Linked DNA regions of Ovis aries: regions 2 and 3 are each linked to region 1. Evidence: chromatin contacts called from public Hi-C data. All regions are on one chromosome and are shown on one strand. The core of a region is the stretch at or near the end of the contact, and the rest is flanking DNA. Distances in the headings are between cores, read along the strand shown. Region 1 holds the start of UBE2J1 (ubiquitin conjugating enzyme E2 J1). Region 2 holds the start of SRSF12 (serine and arginine rich splicing factor 12). Region 3 holds the start of PM20D2 (peptidase M20 domain containing 2).

Evidence for each region. A called contact is a pair of places that touch in the nucleus more often than the background predicts.
Region 2: a Hi-C map of hypothalamus shows a contact between it and region 1, with 3 times the contacts expected there. The contact joins the promoter of SRSF12 here to the promoter of UBE2J1 in region 1. A contact is called at or near these places in 3 of 16 Hi-C or Micro-C datasets (hypothalamus, skin fibroblasts and tail adipose tissue).
Region 3: a Hi-C map of liver shows a contact between it and region 1, with 5 times the contacts expected there. The contact joins the promoter of PM20D2 here to the promoter of UBE2J1 in region 1. A contact is called at or near these places in 2 of 16 Hi-C or Micro-C datasets (liver and tail adipose tissue).

The regions. Positions count from the first base shown.
Region 1 is chr8:48,176,858-48,181,741 of ARS-UI_Ramb_v3.0, reverse strand. It overlaps UBE2J1 (ubiquitin conjugating enzyme E2 J1), which reads right to left and starts at 2,036. Exons shown (of 9, transcript XM_060419572.1): 1 at 1,901-2,036; 2 at 926-1,254.
Region 2 is chr8:48,369,304-48,374,187 of ARS-UI_Ramb_v3.0, reverse strand. SRSF12 (serine and arginine rich splicing factor 12) reads right to left here and starts at 2,142. Exons shown (of 5, transcript XM_042253411.2): 1 at 1,936-2,142.
Region 3 is chr8:48,340,093-48,344,976 of ARS-UI_Ramb_v3.0, reverse strand. It overlaps PM20D2 (peptidase M20 domain containing 2), which reads left to right and starts at 2,628. Exons shown (of 7, transcript XM_015097387.4): 1 at 2,628-3,157. The coding sequence starts at 2,702.

The DNA.
Region 1 (4,884 bases), core at 787-3,286:
GAGGAAATGAAACCGAAAAGACGAAGCAATTTATTATACAGCTAGAAGCATGTCTACCAAAGAAAGCTCAACCAGTACCTACCTTACAGTAAGTCATACAGTGTAGAAACAGAAAAGAATTCTTAAGAATTTTAAAAGCTTATCACAGTCTCGGGTACAATAACCTATCAAAATTCAGCAAAGTCCTCTGACAACACTCTCTTGGGACCCACCAACACTCCATTCCAAACTGCACTATTACTCATTTTCATTATTCTCTGGACATTCCACTAAATACCTCGGCTGTCTCAAGGAACTTGGTACCATGTGACCGAACAGTCACCCTACATTTTCCCCACATATTTTTATTAAAATCTAGCACAATTTTCACATTCTAAGCATTCCACCATCTAATCTTAAAATTAAGCTTTTCTTTCCCTCGTTCTCTTTCATCTCCCTTTATTCCCCCTGGCTTAGGAGATGGGTTGAGGATGGCAGGGGTGGTGAATCCACTGAAATTGAATCCTATAAACGTATTTCTTGGAGAGTCCAGACCCTTCCGCGGATTTTTTTTTTTTTTAAGTCTATGGCTCCCCCAAACGTTATGACTGATTCTTGGTTACCGGAGAACGTTTCTTAGCCTGACAGAACTCAAGTTAACAAAGCTCTGTTCAATCAGTATCCTCAGGCTTTTCTTCAGTTTTTGTTATGTTTTTAAGTCATTAAAAAAAAATCCAAGATTCACAGTATCAACTCTCTCCATGAGCATGTTAATCTTGCTGATTCTTACTGAGAAGTCGCTTCTTCGGAAGGAAAAACAAAAAAAAGAACCAATAAAGGTTGGCCAAACCATCACTAAAATCCTTTATTAGGATTATTTAGACCTGAAGTGTGGAGTTTCTCCCTCTGAACAAATTTATCAAGGTACAAATCCAATACCACTTACAGAATCCAAAGGTTTGTTTGAAGCCTGTCTTAATCTGAGAGCTGCTTCCTTTTCGTGCTTCTTAATTTTGTTGTTTAGTCACTAAGTCGTTTCTGACTCTTTCGCGACCCCTTGGACTGTAGCCCGCCAGGCTCCTCTGTCCACGGGATTCTCCAGGCAAGAACACTGGAGTGGGTTGCCATTTCCTCCTCCAGGGGATCTTCCGGACCAGAATGCAACCCGCGTCTCCTGCACTGGCAGGCGGATTCTTTATCGCTGAGCCATCAGGGAAGCCCGCTTCTTTATTATACACCAGAAAAGTATTTGAGGCTAGGATTGTTTGGCTGCTTCTGTGAATGAAGCAGGGGTATTAAAGACAGGAAGAGAAGTTTCTATGCCTGAACAGAGACATACATACATCATACCAGTATGGCTAAAATCTTGGTTAGTTCTAAAGTACATGGCTCAACTAGTTTTCTTAGCTTTTTGGTTAACCGCTTTAGTCCGGAACATTTCCTTTATGTCTGTAATTCTATTTGCCCCAAAGGCTGCAAACAGGACGTTTAAACGAAATCCTCAAATGAGAGTGAGTCAAACAGCTAATAAAAGTCCGGTGGCGGCGACGGAGAAGAGCTAACGACCGTGTTCAAGGCGCAGGTAGGGCAAGGGGTTGATCTCTATTTCTATTACTCACGGCCGTCACCATTACACCTGTTCTCGGGGACGAGCTGATAACCCAGTTCTACGTGGCGAAAATGAGGGAAGGGCAGTCGGGGTGCGGAAGGGAGACCCCAGGTTTTGTGCCTGCCGGCCCGCCCGGCTCCGCGGCCTGCACCAGCCCGGCAGGCGGCGGGCTGGCGTAGAGCGCGGAACCGGGAGCGGAGCGGCGAGTGGCGGCCGACGCGAGGGGACCGCGGCGCGGGTCCCCGGGGTCCGGGGTCACTCCCCCATCGCGCTCACCGTGCGGCACCGCCCCCTGCCCACAGCCCCGCTCACCCGGACTCTTCAGGTTGTAGCGGGTCTCCATGGCGGGGGGCTGGCCCGGCTCCAGCCTCCCGGCCCGCCGCCGCCGTCGCCGCCTCTCCGCGCCGCCGACTCCCGCGTCTCAACTCGGTTCGGGCCGACCGGGTCTGGCCGAGGAGCCTCCGCGGTGGCCGCCCCGCCCAGGCCGGGACTGCGGGCGGGGCGGGAGGGCGCGGGCTCCGCGGTGGCGCCGCCTCCTGCGCTGCTCCCCCGCCTCCCAGAGGGCCGGGCAGGCGCCGGCGCCGGCCGGGGTGTCGCTGAAGCCGGGGCTGGGCTGGAGGTCAGCCTCCTCGTCTGGCCGCGGGCCCAAAGCCGCCACGGCCGCCCGGCCTGCGTCACCCGCCCTCGCCCAGGTTTTGTGAAGTTGTCCTGACGTGGCAGTCGCTTCGTGGCGGGGGCGCGGCTCGGCCGCTGGTCACCTCCCCGGTCCCGCGAAGCGCACTCCCGGATCTGCAGGAGCGGACGGCGCTCAGGTCTTAGCCTTGCCCGGGCCCACCCGGGCTCCCCAGGCGCTTGCGGGACTTCCCGCGGAAAGGCGCGGCCCGAAACGCCCCGACCGCCCTCGCTGCGGGTGGATCTGGGCCCAGGTCCTCGAGACCAGTTCAGAGCCACCCCAGCCCGTCGCCCGTGTGGGCCGGCTACGCCAAGTGCTTTGTTTTCAGATCGGTAGCTGTTTGAGGTGGAAACAGTTAAGCAGGAAAGGAGAAATCCAGTGATAAGAGAATGAGAAGGGTTTTTATAACATTTTTTTTTCCCCCAGACAAATATGCTTGGGTGCAAGGCAGTTAGTTAAGCATTTGGGGAGATTTTTTAAAAAGAATTGAATCGGGTTCGGAAGCATACATATATGAAAGGTATCCCCTCAAAGAACACATTTCGGGCTTCATTGTAGAAACTGACGTCACGAAAAAGACGTAAAAAGGGACAAGGATTTAGGAAAAGAGGGGGGATTGGGACGACGGAGAGGATGAAGAGGGAAGGAGAGAATTCTATGTGGAATGAAGAGGGTTAACCAGGCTGGGCAAATTTTATTTTGTTATATAAAAATAGAAAACTTTCTTTTTGAAAGGTAACAATATGCCACCCCAAAATATACCTCTTTGGCATAAGGATTATCTTGAGCTGAATATTTTTGAGAAAGAGCAGGCACAAGAAAATCTCTGAAAATAGAGTATAATTTATCGTTTCCTAAGGGGCCGCAAAGAGTCGGACACGACTGAGTGACTGAACTGAACTGAAGGGAAATTCACGTTTTTTAAAACATTTTTTTTGCTGTGCTGTGCTTAGTCGCTCAGTTGTGTCTTCTTTCGACCCCATGGACTCTTTGCAACCCCTGGACTGTAGCCCACCAGGCTCCTCTGTCCAAGGGGATTTGCCAGGCGAGAATACCGGAGAGGGTTGCTATACCCTCCTGCAGGGGAATCTTCCCAACCCAGGGATCGAATCCAGGTCTTCCGCATTGCAGGTGGATTCTTTATGGCCTGAGCCACCAGTGTCTGAGAAAGTTGATGGAGGAGGTACTAACAAATCTTCGAAACAACCTTTATCCCTGTTTCCCTGTGCCCTTTCATTACTGGCCGCCTTCAATCCCCCTACAGCTTTCTTCTGTCTTTAGCTGAAGATACTATTAATCTTTGGTAGCGACTCAGGGACATACTCAGCTTGTTCCTTCTTTTGTTCATTTGTCTGTTGCAAGGGGTTTCAGCCAAGAACTCATAAGGGAAAAGTAGTGCCTTTTCACTGGTAGTGACATGGGTTATTTATACCCATTTTACAGATGAAGACAATTGAGGTCTCAGAGAACTCAAGCTTAAATTCTTCGTGTTTTCAACTACATTAAAAGTTCTTATCTGTGGCCCCCCGAAATATTGCCTGCCATTTCAGTAAACAAAGGATGTCTGCCTGCCATCAGCTGTGGCAGTTGCCCGTTGAAGGTACACCCTGAGGGGAATTCAGGATAAAGTAAAACAGGATACTGGCCCTAGAGAGAGGACAGAATAATTTCAGAGTCCAGACTCTCGCATCTTCTCATAGGTAGAAAAGCACTAAAATCATTAACTTGAGATACCTGCATTTTTGTGATTAACAGTAATCTTTTGATGTTCAACTACATGTTTTTTTACGTTTTTTGTTTGGTTGGTTTTTTTCTCAGCAAGAACTCCTGTATATCCTGGCTCCTCTCTTACCAATTTGGAACGACTCCTCAGAGATACCTGAGAGGCAGCATCCTAGGCTAAAGTCCTCAGTAAGGCCACCAAATAAAACAGAATTCTCAACATTTAGAATGTGCATTTTTTTCCAGTTGACATATCTTTCTGACATTTTTTAAATCATATTGATAAAAAGAAGTTTTCTAGATTTTTATTAATTTCTTGATTTGAATACTTTGAAATCCAATTTACAGAGGTTCTTCAAGTTTCATTGACTTATATTCAAGGCTACTTATCTAGAAAGTGGAAGGACCCTGATTGAAGTCCAGGTCTTCTGACTCTGAAACTGGGATTGTATTCACTGCAATAAAAGGAATCAAGCTGTCTTTCTTGTCTTATATTCATGTAAAGCCTTTCTTCCCTACCATTTGAAAAGAGGAACATACTTCTTAGAACCTCAGAGGTATTCTTGAACTGCTGTTGATTGCAAGTTCATGTGCCTGACACAGTGAGGCCAAACAACCAAAATGTCAGAGTTTGGAGCAGATAACAGTTCACTGCAAGGGCCAAGCTAAGAGAGTGAGTGGCTCCTGTTCAAAAAAACATGAATTCCCAGATGATTTTCTGAGGAGTTTTAGGGCTCCCAGGTGTGTGACTTTCTTCTGATTGGTTGGTGGTGAGGTAACAGGGTGGTGCACCAGGAATCTTGTGCTCAGCCTGAAGTTACCCTGCTTATTTGACTTATATGCAGAGTACATCATGAAAAACGCTGGACTGGATGAAGCACAAGCTGGAATCAAGATTGCC
Region 2 (4,884 bases), core at 893-3,392, 190 kb before region 1:
TTCATCTGTTATATAAGGTTATTGAAAACTTAATAAAATAATATATGTAAGGTTTTTAGTACAGTGCCTGGTACACAATGAGTACTCAACAAATGTTAGGATTACTATAATTTCACTACTTCAAACCTTCTAGATTTTGATTGCCCTCCCCACCCTCCACTGCCCAGTGGCAATGTTAAAAAGTTGTGGAAAAGATGGAAAAGGAAATTAATAAATCTCAATTATCATTCTTGATTATCTAGATCAGAGATCATACATCACACATATGTGTGTGTGTGTGTGTTATTCGGCCTGCACAACGTTTATAAACATTTAACGAAAAGTGCTGAAACGGAAATGCCAATACTTTATAGCTTTTAAATATTCAAAAATGGCAATTTCGTATAATTCAATTTAGCAACTACCAACAGTTTGAAACTGACAGTTCACACACACAAAATACAGGCTTTTGACTCTTTTGAAAATTAAAACAATGTGGCCACAAGTCCAAATGTCTATACAGTCGTTACTAGCTAAAGCTTGGTAGCAGCCGTTGTCCCCTTGAGATGGCACATGTTCTTTTCCATTTGCGACAGTCCACACCATTCTACTGGGCTTTAACCTGACACCTTCACTCATTCATTCATATTACCTTGGCTGGCCTCTGTGGCCATTAGAATTGGAAACTTTTTTTTGTTGGCTCACTGCACTCTTATTCAGTATTCAAGTGGTCTGTTTAACCGTAGGAATTTTTTTAACCTTACCCAAATTATAAATTTCGCTTGCTTTCTATGTAATATGCTGATAAACAAGCTGAGCGAAGACATGTAAACACAGGCATACTTAGGATGTTAAAGTATGTTAACTCACAGTCTATAGTTGCGACATACATATATATATTACTAGCAGAAATCAAATTTCTAAAAAAGACTTAAAATTTACTTCTCAAAAGTAAATTATGATGATTACTCCTGATGGCTCTGGAGTCAAAGGCTCCAATATATTTCCAGCCGTGAAGCTCCAGGTAAGTCACTGAAACTCTGAATTTCAGCTTTCCCTTATGTACTACAAGATAATCTTGCATAACTATAAAGACTGGGATGGGGAGGAGGGCTGTGGAGTAAATTAAGCAAGCCCAGTGAAATGAAAACGTCTACTAATCCCCCCCATCCCCTCTGGCTCCTATTGAGGGAGAAAGACACAGCTATAAGAAGTCAACGTCAGAAACTATGCAGACAGAATTCTCCCCAAAGGGGGGCGGTGGGCTGAATGCAACAGAATCGACCAGGGAAGTCTAACCAAACCATTATGATGGGTGTTCCCACTGCACTCAAAACTTTAAAAGAAAAACACATAAATCTCATCCACTGAAGTTATCCTTTGTATACAGTATAAAATTGGGCAACAAATAAAACTGAACCAGCGCCACCTGTAAGTAAACCAGACTACTGACTACAGGGAAAGGGAGTCGTAAGGCCCAAGGCACGCACTATTCCGTAACGCGTTCTCACCATCCCCAATTCCTTCCCATCTAGGTGGTGAGATGCGCGGCTTTATCCCTGCACAGCGACAAAGGGGCGAGACGCTGGCACTCGCCCGAGGAACTCTCAGGGGCGGAGGCGGGGAGTGACCGCGGCTCCCAGCCAGGGGCAGCCGGCGCTCCTCCTGTTCTCTCGGCGAGGAATAGGCACCGGCCAGCCGCCCAGGTGCGGGAGGCGGTCAAGGGCGGCGGGGCCCGGAGACGGGGCCGCGCCGGGGCGAAAGGCCGGGCGGGAGGGCGGAGGCGCGAGTCCCGCCCAGGCCCCGAGCACTCCCCGCCGGCCTCGGGAGAGGCTCCTCCACGGCGAGCCCCGGGCCGGCCGGCGGGGAGGTGCAGGCTAGCCCCGCCGGGCTCTGCGTCGCGGCCGTTACCCGCCCCTCCCCCGCGCCCCAACCTGCGGACCCGCCGCCGCTCACCTGGTGGCGTCCGCGACGTTCCTGACGAACAGGGAGGTGTTGGGGGGCCTCGTGTAGCGAGACATGACCGCTTCCTCCGTTCCCTCGGGGGTCTGCCCGGCCGCCGGGCTCGCTCCGTCTCCCGCAGCCGCCGCCGCCGCCACAGCAGCTCCGCCGGCCCGCGGCGCGACCCCCTCGCCTCGGCCTCGGCCCCGCCAGCGCGCAGCCGCAGAGGCGGGCGCGGGGGGAGCGATGTGCAGCGCGAGTCTGTCCGTGCGGACCACGCGGGGGCGGGGCGGGGCCGAGCGGCGTGCGGGGAGGGGGCGGCGGGGGGGTCCCAGGATTCGAGGGCCTCTTCGAAGGGGGCGGCGCAGGAGCCCCGGGGTGGAGGGCTTCGGGGAAGGGGCAGCGCGGGGGTCCCGGGGGGTCGAAGGGGACTCTCAGAGGAGGCGGCTGGGTCAGAGTGTAATAGGAGGGCATGGACTAGAGCGGTCCTAGGGGCTGAAGCAGGTGAACCGGGGGTTAGAGAGCATCCGGAGAAAAGATGTCACGAGTCGGAGGTGGGCGGGGTGAAGGATGCCTTCAAACGCGCCACAGCCGGATGGTCACTGGGGCCTTCTTTATTGCATCCTCAGCCCCAGACCTTGGCAATGTTTCTGCCTCCTGCCCTTTGAATGCTGAGACTGTTTAGACTTTCAAACTGTGAGGATTTTTTTTTTCTGCGTGTTTTGAGTCTTCATCCATTATTCGTTTAGAGTACACCATTCAGCTGTGAGTACATTCATTCAGATGTTTATTGAGCACCTGCTATGCACCGAGAACTATTCTTGGTGTGGGACCCAGCAACAAACAAGAAGCCACATCCCTGCCCTCATAGAGTTTACATTCTTGAGCGAAGACCAGACAATAAAAAATGAACAAGTGTAGGAGAAAGCGATGAAAATGCAGAGGCAATTAAGCAAATTTAAATTATCCTCTCCTTGCCTCTCCAAAATGTCATAGCCACCCCATCTTAGAAATCCTCGTACCTTCACATTTGCTACTGTGGTCAGAAAAACTTGTTACCAGGACCGAAACCAGGTGGCTTGTAATTATAGTAGCACCCCTTTTCATTCTCAGAAGTGGCTAATTTGGGAGGGTAAATAATATGGTCACCCTACCTAGCCCATGGCTGCCTCAAAGGCTGTGAGAGTTTCCCAAGGTCAGCAAATGCTTCTGGAATAGTGGCCATTCGTTCAAAATGTGATTCGTTAGGGCACAGCAAGCTCAGGGCTAGCCTGGGAATCTAAGGGGTGGGAGTGGGATCACATTCTTTGAAGCTTACAACTTGGTAGAGGAGGCAGAATCTAATTATCAAACTAATAAAGATAGGCCTATGCTAAGGGTATGAAAATAGCTATATGCAGGACTTCCCTTGTGATCCAGTGGTTAAAAATCCATCTTGCAATGTAGGTGATAAAGGTTCAGTGCCTGGTGGGGGAACTAAGATCCCACATGCCTTGGAGCAACTGAGCCTGAGGACCACAACCAGACAGTCCAGGCACCACCAGGAAAGATCTCACATGATGCAAGGAAGATCCTGTGTGCTGCAAGACCTGATGCTGTCAAATGAATAAAAAAAAATTTTCTTTCTTGAAAAGGAGCTACATGCTACTGGAAGGGTACCTTATAGGGGTTGGCAAGCAAGGCTAGAGGATCACTGACCTTTACCCTGAAGAAGCCTTACAGGAATATTTGGAGAATGAAGAGGAGCAATCCATGCACTGGAACAGCATGTGCAAAGGCTTTGAGGCAATACAGGGAAATGAAAGGCAGCAAACAGGAGCAGCAAGTTGGAGAAGCACAAGAAAATGAGGCTGGAGAGCAGGCTGAGTGTATGGTAGGAAAGTTTGATTTTCTCAGTTCAGTTGCTCAGTTGTGTCCAACTCTTTGTGACTCATGGACTGTAGCACGCCAGACTTCCCTGTCCACCACCACCCCCGAAGGTTGCTCAAACGCATGTCCATCGAGTCGATGATGCCATCCAACCATCTCATCCTCTGTCGTCCCCTTCTGCTCCCACCTTCAATCTTTTCCAGCATCAGGATCTTTTCCAGTGAATCAGTTCTTCACATCAGGTGGCCAAAGTATTGGAGTTTCAGCTTCAGCGTCAGTCCTTCCAATGAATATTCAGGACTGATTTCCTTTAGGATGGACTGGTTGGATCTCCTTGCAGTCCAAGAGACTCTGAAGGATCTTCGCCAACACCACAGTTCAAAAGCATTAATTCTTCAGCACTCAGCTTTCTTTATAGTCCAACTCTCACATCCATACATGACTACTGGAAAAACCATAACTTTGATTAGATGGAGCTTTGTTGGCAAAGTAACATCTCTGCTTTTTAATATGCTGTCTATAACCTTTTTGAAACAAATTACCACAAATTCAGTGGTTTAAAAGAACAGAATTGTATTCTCTCACGATTTAGGAGGCCAGAAATCTGAAATCAAGGTGTTGGCAGGGCCACACTCTCTCCTAAGGCACTAGAGGAGCATCCTTCCTTGCTTCTTCTGGTCCCTAGTGCGTCCAATCTTGCTTCCATCTTCATACAGCTTTCTCCTCTTTGTCTTATGAGGACAACTGTCATTGGATTTAGGGCCCACCCAGGTAATCCAGGATGATCTCATCCCAAGATCCTTAACTTAATTGCAAAGACTCTTTTTCTAAATAAGATTAGGACTTGAGCCTGTCTTTTCTGGGGCCACCATTCAACCCACTACACTGACCTTGCCAAGGAAAGAGATTTGGTAGGAAGTGAGAGTTATCAATAAGCCTCTTCCCTTGGGCTTCCCAGATGGTGCTAGTGGTTAAAAAACCTGCCTGCCAAGGCAGGAGATATAAGAGATGTGGGTTCTATCCCTGGGTCGGGAGGATCCCCTGAAGGAGGGCATGGCAATCTACTCCAGTATTCGTGCCTGGAGAATCCCACAG
Region 3 (4,884 bases), core at 1,379-3,878, 160 kb before region 1:
ACTCCATTAGCCTACTAGACTCAAGAAGAAAAATCAACCAACAAACATTTATTGACAAGGAAAGGTTGTATCACCACCGTACCATGTTAGAAACACAGTGGGAAGGCAAAAGAAGTTTAAAGACTGGAGGGGAAGATATATATTCAACAAATTGTTACAATTTATTAAATAAATTAAGAATACAATAAGTAAGAAACACAGGCTGCCAACAATGGAAAACCAATACATGAATGCACGCATGTTGCATACACACAAAACAAAGCTTGAAATGAATCTACTTTTCTCTACCTCAAGTGACAGCTTTGTTAATTCACAAGTCATATAAATAGCAGCTTCTATGTAGAATTTCTATGTGCCCCTTTTCTGTTGTTGTTTATAGCTGCCTATAAAAGCAAGCAAACATGAGTGCTACTGATGTCACCAGGCAGGGTTGCTGCAGTAAATTTATTCAAAATGAGTAACTGTTATGGGTTCTGGTGTCAACTGACAAGCTATAGATGAATTTAAGAATTTGGATAAGCAATAGAGCACAGTGGCTGAAAGCAGGCCCCTGGAGCCAGACTGGCTTCTGTTCTATACTTATCTATGCATATCTAAAAGATCCACTACTTACTAGCAGTGAAATCTCATACAATGCACCTGTAAAGATAAATAATCTCATTAACAACCTCATCGGTGGTGAATTAAATGAGTTAATACTTGTAAAGCACTTAGCTCCTGTTACAGAGGAAGTGCTCTACAAATGTCACCTATTGCTTTTACAAACAAGGCCGGTTTTTTAGCCAGCTGAGCACAGTAATACTGAATCACATAGACTCAAAGGAGATTATTGCAGGAGTGTATATTCGTAAGTTTATTAAGCATAGACAAGAGGGTCCAGGAATTTAATTCCACATTTGTTGTCTATAGGGCTGAGTTTTGGTTAGACTGAGAATGGCAGTATTTTCTGATCTAGAATGTGACATTACTCTAGTATTTTAACATACTCTAGTATGTTAATATGTGTAGTAGTTAAAAGCAGCAGTAGATAGTCTTCATGTATATTAGCTTTCTTTAGACCAGAAATATATTTTCAAAAAAAAGTACATTTTTGGGACTCCCCTGGTGGTCCAGTGGTTGAGACTTCCCCTTGCAGTGAAGGGGGTGTGGGTTCAATCCCTGGTTGGGAAGCTAACATCCCACATAAAACAGAAGCAATACTGTAGCAATTCAATGAAGGCTTTAAAAATGATTCATACCAAAAAATATTTTTTAAATATATTTGTCTTATTATATGAATGTATTCTGTCTGACTTAACCTAATTGTGACAAATGAAGGATAGAGGTGATAGGGTATGAGATGCTGATGGAAGCTTTTACTATGTGGAACACCTTAGATTATAAATCTCTACCATGCTATTAATAGCTATATCATCAACAACAGTTTTTCAGACTTTGTGCTTCACTCTGCAGCATCTTGAATTTCTTCATTGGGTAATCTAAAACTGAGTTATAATGTGGACACCAACTGCACACCTCATGTTACTTGAGTTCAGCCTCAAAATTGTAAACGAAAACAGAAAATATGCTCTCTCTCTCTCAAAGCTGTTATTATTAAAAAAACATAGTCAAATCAACAAAGTAGAATGAGTATATATAACCATATATCTTTTAATTAACTTTGTTTTGCACTTAAAAAAAAAACCACAAAACCTCATTTTAGATTCTTAATTCTAATTCTATTCTACTCAAATAGACTATAAAGGGAATACATACATAGTGCTTACTGCATTCCAGACGCTGTTCCAGTCATTAGTGAGTTCTGATTCTAATGAGAAAGCTGTATACAGTAGTTTCAGCCTTTCTATTACACAGTAATCTCAAGGAGAAGAAAATTAGGGCAAACCGCAAAGGGAAGTTCGTAGTCTATAGACCGGTGTTCTTTGCAAACCGTTTATATCGGCACCCAATTTTATGAACTAAAAACCTTGTATAAATTTGTATTACTATTCTAGAAACAGAGGGGCTTATTCCTATTTTAGAGAGAGCTTGTTTTTCAGGGAGACTATGTTCCACTTGACTCCCCTGATTGGCTCAGCGATAAAGAATCCACCTGCACTGCAGCAATGGTGGGGCTGAGGTGGGGGGAGGGGGGTTGTGTTTCAATCCCTGAGTTGGGAAGATACCCTGGAGAAGGAAATGGCAACCCACTCCAGTATTCTTGCCCGGGAAATCTCATGGACAGAGGAGCCTGGCGGGCTACAGTGGACTGGGTCGCAGAGTCGGACACGACTTATCGACTATAAGCAACAACAAACGTTCCCTTGGTCTGCCTCTGATACGTATTAGCCAATGAAACCGTCCCCATTCTGCTACTGCGGGACAGAAGCAACGACGGGCAAGGAATAATACCCTTAAAGCATAGATCAGTTGTCAGGACAGCCACGAGAACTGAGAAGAGCGCAGGAGTCGCCGGAACCGGGTTTTCCCCAGCGACCCCCGCCCGGACTGGGGGGCGGAGCACCTACGGGCTGCAGAAGGGGCGGAGCACGTTTCGGGCAAGGCTCTGGAGGCGGGGTCGGGGGGACTCGGGGGCGGGTCTCCCGGGAGCTGTGGCGACGACCTCCACGGACGCCGGGCGTGTACGCAGGCTCGGTGGGCCGCCGGGAGCGGCCAGCGTTCCACGGAGAGAACTGCTGACGGGTCACAGGCTGTGGGCACGATGAGACCCGGAGAGGAGCGGCCGGTGGAAGGGGGTGCCTGCGCCAGCGTCTCCGATCTGGAGCTGCTGAAGCTGCGCGCAGCGGAGTGCATCGACGCGGCGGCCGAGCGCCTGGGGGCCCTGAGCCGCTCCATCTGGAGCGAGCCCGAGCTGGCCTACGAGGAGCATCACGCCCACGGAGTGCTGACACGCTTCTTCCAGAGCGAGACCCCGGCCGGGTCGTGGACCGTGCAGCCGCACTACCAGCTGGCCACGGCCTTCCGCGCCGAGTGGGGGTCGCCGAGGGGCTGGGCGGCGCCGCGCCCGCTGCACCTGGGCTTTCTGTGCGAGTACGACGCGTTGCCCGGCATCGGGCACGCCTGCGGCCACAACCTGATCGCCGAGGTCGGGGCGGCGGCCGCCCTGGGCGTGAAGGGAGCCCTGGAGAGCCTCGCCGGACTGCCTCTGCCGGTGAAGGTGAGGTGGGACCCGGGAGTGGGGCTCTCTTTGCCTGCCCAGTCCGGGACCGACCGGAAAAGGGCGGCAGCTGGCGCTTCCCTTGCGCATCAGTCCCTTCCCACCCCGGGGCAGGTGTAGGAGACAGCGCTCGATGTCCTGGCCTTTGCTATAGCGGGCAGAATCCCTGGATCAAAATCAGTAGTTCATGAGTTGCCGACCTAGCGACATTTTACAGATTTTTACTTTTTCTCTCCTGTATGTGAAGTGAAGTCACTCAGTCGTGTCCGACTCTTCGTGACCCCACGGACTGTAGCCTACCAGGCTTCTCCGTCCATGGGATTTTCCAGACGAGAGTACTGGAGTGGATTGCCATTTCCTTCTCCAGGGAATCTTCCCTACCCAGGGATCGTACCAGGTCTCCCACATTGTAGGCAGATGCTTTTACCGTCTGAGCCAGGGAAGTCTCTCCTGTATAGTTGTAAACAATTGAGTCGACTTTCTCCCTTAGGAAAGAACCTTAGAACCAAGCCTGGTTTTCGTGATGGCTTGTTTTTGGTAACGGGCAATCGCAATTGGCTGACAAGCTTGTGCAATCTCTAGAAGGAAGTAGTTATTGTAGGGAGACCTGCAGACCCTCCTTGTTAGACTCCAAAAATTTTGTTTGTTTGTTTGTTTGTTTGTGGCAGTTCTAGAAGCTGTTGTGATTAGAATCCTTGGAGTTTGGATAAGAAATGTTCAGCCATTAGAACTACAAAACCTCTAGAAGTATACAGAAAATGGGAGGAGAGTGACCATTAAGAATATAGATGAGTTGATCCTTAAGTCTTAAAGTTTATTTAGCGATTTTAAGAAATAAACTAGAAATTAAACAGGGAAATGTTGCTTATGTTAGTCATAGGGCAAGTTTAATCTTGTGTTACTCTGTTTTTCCAGATTGTATATTCTTCATTCTGTGAGCTAAGATTCAGTCAGCACCATTTCGGTTAAGGGGAAGACTAGTGTTATATTTCATTTTCTTTAGCCCATTTTTTTCCAGCGTCAGTAACCTCTCTCTTTTATTCTAACAGTTCCATCTTTTGTGTCTTTTTCTGTCTAGGTGCCTTCTCTTTTCTGCCTCTGACTGGGCCTTTGTTTTTCATCCAGCTAGAGTTTTGTTTTGTTTGGGGGAGGAGGTGTCCTTTGCTGTTGCATGAAGCACTGGAGAGGTTTAGCTTTAACCAGGTTTATGAAAGGTTCAGAGAAGTCAGCAAGATTTAACCTGAAAAGTCATCAGATTTCTTGAGCCAAATGTTAAGAGTAAAAAGCAGCTTAATATAAGAGTTTGAATGCCTGGAAATATACACACTTCTGATTTTGAACCATAATACTCAGATTTAGAAGGTCATCTGTCTTACCTGAAAATGGAGTTTATGTTGATTCTCTTTGCAAGCCAAGACTTTTTCCAGCTTGTTTCACTGTGTTCTTATACGTGACCTTGAAAGTGTATTAGTTGTTTATAGATAATTTGTCTTTACTTTTAAAAATTGTTTGAAGAAGTTAAAGTTTAAATATCAAAGTAAAATGTTTATTCTGTAAAGTTCTCTTTTGTTTAATTAGGTGTTTGGTGACCAATAAATCTGCCTGGTTGAGCTGGTGGAATCGAATTAGTAAGTTTGTGTAACAGTTGGCCGTTTCTAACTGTGGTATTAAGATTTATTTAATACTTTTCATAAAGGATTAATGTGTTAAGACCTTTTAAAGAGGTA